Linked DNA regions of Sus scrofa: region 1 is linked to region 2. A link is a contact called in public HiChIP or PLAC-seq data. All regions are on one chromosome and are shown on one strand. The core of a region is the stretch at or near the end of the contact, and the rest is flanking DNA. Distances in the headings are between cores, read along the strand shown. Region 1 overlaps TPRG1 (tumor protein p63-regulated gene 1 protein). Region 2 has its middle 21 kb from the start of LPP.

Evidence for each region. HiChIP or PLAC-seq counts read pairs in DNA pulled down with a chosen protein or histone mark.
Region 1: a contact with region 2 is called in an H3K27ac HiChIP or PLAC-seq map of alveolar macrophages. The contact joins two enhancer-like sites. A contact is called at or near these places in 1 of 47 Hi-C or Micro-C datasets (embryonic fibroblasts) and 1 of 2 datasets of contacts at active chromatin or transcription factors (alveolar macrophages).

Annotation. Positions count from the first base shown.
Region 1 is chr13:126,605,515-126,608,214 of Sscrofa11.1, forward strand. All of the region lies in intron 2 of TPRG1 (tumor protein p63-regulated gene 1 protein), which reads left to right. Among named protein-coding and RNA genes, the nearest start is that of TPRG1, 77 kb to the left of the region's middle. Within about 2 kb of position 1,422, at least 1 of the 83 cell types and tissues checked has an H3K27ac peak or open chromatin away from gene starts, as enhancers often do. A contact at or near this core is called in alveolar macrophages, where this site is marked.
Region 2 is chr13:125,760,411-125,763,110 of Sscrofa11.1, forward strand. No RefSeq gene overlaps it. Among named protein-coding and RNA genes, the nearest start is that of LPP, 21 kb to the right of the region's middle. Within about 2 kb of position 1,296, at least 9 of the 83 cell types and tissues checked have an H3K27ac peak or open chromatin away from gene starts, as enhancers often do. A contact at or near this core is called in alveolar macrophages, where this site is marked.

The DNA.
Region 1 (2,700 bases), core at 172-2,671, 850 kb after region 2:
TTTATTTTTTGTTTTATTTTTATTTATTTATTTATTTTTGCTTTTTAGGGCTGCACTTGGGGCATATAGATATTCCCAGGCTAGAGTGTGGAATCGGAGCTATAGCTGTCAGCCTGCAACACAGCTCATGGCAACGCTGGATCCCCGACCTCTGAGATTAAACCTGCATCCTTATGGATACTACTCGGATTTGTTTCCTCTGTGCCACAACCAGACTACACCACAAAGTTTTTTCAATTTTTTGCAGAACACTAGTATTGAACAGAAAGCTACTAAGAGAGAATTTTCACCTCTTTTCCTGTCCTTTTGGGAAAACCAGGAAAATGAGTGAAGTTTGTCTCAATCCAGATGGCACCTCAGAATGGAGATCAGTCTCAGACATTTCCCTCTTGCTCCAGATAGTTTCATTTTTCAAAGAACCACTGAACATTAAAGCTGAAAGTGGCTTTCAAAAAGTTAGCTATCATAGCTCTAGTCTGCTATGGAATTCTCTCCACAAACATTCATTCCCTGATAAGTTAATCTCAAGAACCTACTGGAACCAGACCATGGATCATACTTTAAAAGACATCCCTCCATCCTTAAGAGAGTTTCTCGGCAACCAGGTGATAACTCTTGGCTCTCACCTCCCTCCATGAAGTGGGATCTCATTTCTCATGAGAAATGTGTCCCCAGAGATAGACCCATGAATGCAAAAATAAACCTGCTCAGTCTTGGTTGCCAAAGAGCTTGTTTCCCTGGTGGTTTAATCACTGTCCCTGCTGCTGGCATGCCCTGTGGTTGGTGCCAAGAGAGTCATGCCAAGGGTTCCCTTGGGCTCCTTTCTCGCCCTCTAAATCCCACCTCAGGCCAACTGCTTTGCATTATGCTGAGGCTCTTGGCATCTACCAGTGGAATCAAAATGCCATTGTGTCCCCCATGAGGAGGACTTCCGTGTCTTCCTTCTAAAACTGGTATCACCTCTGATGCTGGTGTTCTTTCTGCTGATGTCTGTGAGACGGCAAGAATCCCTTCCCTTCCTTTGAGTCATTGTCCCTTACACTGTTCCCATGGTTCTGTAACCCCTTGCTCCCAAAGCCTTATGGTGACCATAGGTGAAAACACCCCATTAAGGGTTTACTTGCAGGTCTTCTTTCCCCAGGATCTGGGCACAACTCAGTAGGGACTGAGCTGGGTGAAAAATTTAAATGGAAGACGTGGGGTGCTCTTCACTATTATTCCTCCTCTGCAGCTCAGATGCAGTTTCAGGCATCCCTGCCTGGGCTCTGACAGCTATTCCTTAGACTGACATCTTTCCCAAGGGACTCCTCCTCCTGTCAGTCCTGGGCATTGTCAGTCCCGAGGGAGGGGGCACTAAAGGGCAGACCAGCCACAGCTATTTTAGGGTAGCTCTAGGCTCCTCCCTTCCTCTCCTTTATTTGCTTGCTCTCACTTCCTTAGGGTGGAGCTCGCCTTCCCCTAGAAACTGGATCATTTCACAGCCTAGAGTCTTGCTTAGCCTGATCATTAAATTTTCTGAACTCACTGCCAGGTCCAAGATGATGAACTACTTCTTCAGTTATCCAGATTACAGGGAAAACAGTATTGTGGCTAAGAATTTGAACTTTGAAATCAGAGTCTCGGGTTCAAATCCAGACTCTGTCTCTAGCTGTGTGATTTGGGTAAAATGCTTACTCTCAGTTTCAGTTTTCTTATCTGGAAAAGGAGAATAGCAATACTACCGCATTCACAGGAAAACTGTGAGAATCAAGTTAAGTCATTGAGTATACAACATGTGGGAGATACTTCTGCAATTATTAAGGAGCAAACCAAAATCACACACAGGGCATGGGTGAGGTGCTCATGGTCTCAATTACCACTTTTAAGCTAGGAGGTAGAACTTCCTAGCCTGAGTCCTTTACTCAGAAGCTGGCAATTTTCTGCCCTGTTACCTGGTGGTGGGGCCCTCTGGTGGCAGAGCAGAGTATAATTTTTTTTTTCTTTTTGGACCTCCTGAGCTTACTCTACTAGGCTTTCAAATGAGGAAGAATCCAGCAGATTCTGCATGTGCCTCTGCACAGAGCCCTCACATTTACACACCGAGCCTTCTTGTCCTTGTTGTGTCAAGTCTTTTTATTGCCTTAGAATGCTCAATGCAAATATACAAGGGCTTAATCTCTAGAATATATAAGCAACTTATACAACCCAACAGCAAAAAAACCAGTCAATCAATGGAAAAATGGGCAAAAGACCTGAATAGACATTTCTCCAAAGAAGATATACAGATGGCCAAAAAACACATGAAAAAATGCTCAACATCGCTGGTTATAAGAGAAATGCAAATCAAAACTACCATGAGATACCACCTCACACCAGTCAGAATGGCCATCATTAATAAATCCACAAATAACAAGTGCTGGAGGGGCTGTGGAGAAAAGGGAACCCTCCTGCACTGCTGGTGGGAATGTAAACTGGTACAGCCACTATGGAGAACAGTTTGGAGATCCCTTAGAAATCTATACATAGAACTTCCATATGACCCTGCAATCCCACTCTTGGGCATCTATCCGGACAAAGCTCTACTTAAAAGAGACACATGCACCCGCATGTTCATTGCAGCACTATTCACAACAGCCAGGACGTGGAAACAACCCAAATGTCCATCGACAGATGATTGGATTTGGAAGATGTGGTATATATACACAATGGAATACTACTCAG
Region 2 (2,700 bases), core at 46-2,545:
TTTATTACAAACCACAAAAGATGCTGAAAGTAGTTGGTAAACTATGAACTGGACTCAAAATGTAAAAATCATTATGAATTATTTTGAAAAGCCAAGTCTTTGTAAATCCTGAGTATGTAGTTACTTCATCCTCACAAAAAGCCAGCGCCTCTGCAGTTAAAAATCTGTTCCTCAGAACCATCCGTTACATTATTTTTCTCTGTGGTGAGCTTGTGCCCACAGTCTAAAATGGACACTTTCATTTCAGACCCATTTTATTTTATTTTATTTTATTTCCATTTTTAATTTTTTACTTTTTAGAGCCACACCTGTGGCATATGGAAGTTCCCAGGCTAGGGTTACGCCACAGCCACAGCGACGCCAGATCCCAGCCACCTCTGTGACCTACACTGCAGCTTGTGGCAATGCATGATCCTTAACCCACTGAGTGAGGTCAAGGATGGAACCTGCATCCTCATGGATGCTAGTCAGGTTCATAATCTGCTGAGCCACAATGGGAACTCTTCAGACCCATTTTGAAAGGCCCAGAGAGCTTGTCAACAGTCCAGATATCTTCACTAAAATAAGGGCTACTATTTCTTTCAGTGTTATGCATTATACGTATCCTTTAGTCTATGCTATGTAATAAGCCCGTTCAAAACCTTAGTGACCTCAAACAGTCATTAGCTCACAATTCTCGTGGTCAGTGATTCGGGCTGGGTTTAGCTGTGTGGTCATTCTGATGACCTTGCCTGGATACACTCATGCAATTCCAGTCAATTGGCAAGTCTGCTTGGAGCTGATTGCTGCTGGCTTATAGCAAGGCTGTGTGCCTGCATTGTTTAGCAGGTTAGCTCAGGCTTTTTCACATAGAGTTGAGTTTTATACAAAGAGAGAGAGGGCAAAAGCAGAAGCTGTGAGGTTTCCCAAGGCCTAGACTCAGAAGTTGCAAAACATTGGAGTTCCTGTTGTGGCTCAGTGGTTAACAAATCTGACTAGGAACCATGAGGTCATGGGTTCGATCCCCGGCCATGCTCAGTGGGTTAACAATCCAGCATTGCTGTGAGCTATGGTGTAGACTGCAGACGCAGCTCGGATCCCGCATTGCTATGGCTATGGCATAGGCCGGTGGCTACAGCTCCAATTAGACCTCTAGCCTGGGAACCTCCATATGCCGAGGGAGCGGTCTTAGAAAAGGCAAAAAGACAAAAAAAAAAAAAAAAAAAAAAAGAAGTTGCAAAATATATGGCTGCTGTATTCTTGTATCAGTCAAAGTCATGAGGCCAGCTAGATTCAAAGGGTGACTAAGTAAATTCCTCTTCTTTGTGGGAGGAAGAGCAAAGTAACATTGTAAAGAGACTATTGTAGCTCTCTTTGCAAACACAGTACACCTCTAACCAATGTCAGTTTTTGCTTAGAGATACTACAATTGATTTTCTTACTCCTTGATATTTCAACAAGGTCTAACATATGATAAATGCAGTTTGGGATCCAAAATACATACAAGTTGTAGAGAGAGTGAAAATAAATCAGAATTCTTCAGTCATCGGTGCTACTGTAAAGCCTAATCTCCTGCCCACAGTGTCTTGAGGTCTGGCCTGTGCATCTGCTTGCCTCATTAACCTGAGGCTTCTCTTAGGATTGCAGTTTGTCACATGTTACTGGGAAATGACCCATGAAATTTCCTCTGCTGGAGGTCTCTTAACCCATGCATGGTAGAGCCAATGAAGTCTTTAGAAATGTCCTGTGCTTGCTCCTTGCTAGCAACAATTATCTGTCCATAAATGAAATTTGCCTCAGAGAGAAGTGGTCAAATTTATAAAAACATAAAAATGGGGAGTTCCTGTTGTGTCTCAGCAGAAACGAATCATAATTACCCCTCAGACTCTGGTTCAATGGATCTAGAGTAGGTATTCACAGAGTAGTAGAGAATATAAGGTATGAACAGGAAGGAAAATGTAATAAAATTGCTTTTAATATAATAAAAATGTGATAGAAGAGGTATAGCAAAAGCACTGTAGGTATTCAAAAAAAGGAAGATATTTTTAGCTGGAGAGGGAGAAATCTAGAAAGACTTTCTAGAGAAAGAAAACTTTGACTTGAACTTGAGCAGTTGAGATATATTACAGATGTACTGAGGGATCACCTATGGTTGAATGAAGAAAATAGAATGTCTCTATCTCTGGGGATGCAGCAGTGCTGATGATTGGTCTCTGGCCTGTGTTGGCCACAGCAAAGTGTTAGAAGGAGACCTCTCTTGACACCTTTTTTTTTTTTTTTTTTTTTTTTTTTTGCTTTTTTGGGCTTCACCTACAATATGGAAGCTCCTAGACTAGGTGTTGAATTGGAGTTGGAGTTGCAGCTACTGACCTACACCATAGCCACATAGCTGCAGCAATAGCAATGCAGGATCCAAGCCATGTCAGTGACATACACCACAGCTTATGGCAAGGCTGGATCCTTAACCCACTGAGCCAGGCCAGGGATGGAACCCACATCCTCATGGATACTGGTTGGATTCGTAACCTGCTGAGTCACAACAGAAACTCCTTTTGATATTTCTTATCTGCCACATATTTGAATGTCAACTCAAAGTCATTGATATGAATTCCAGAAGACATGACACATACATACATGGAAACCATCCCTAAACCATAAAATTGGAAATAAATGCTAGCTGTTTGTGTTCTAGTAGATTATGCGTTTCATATCATCCAGTTT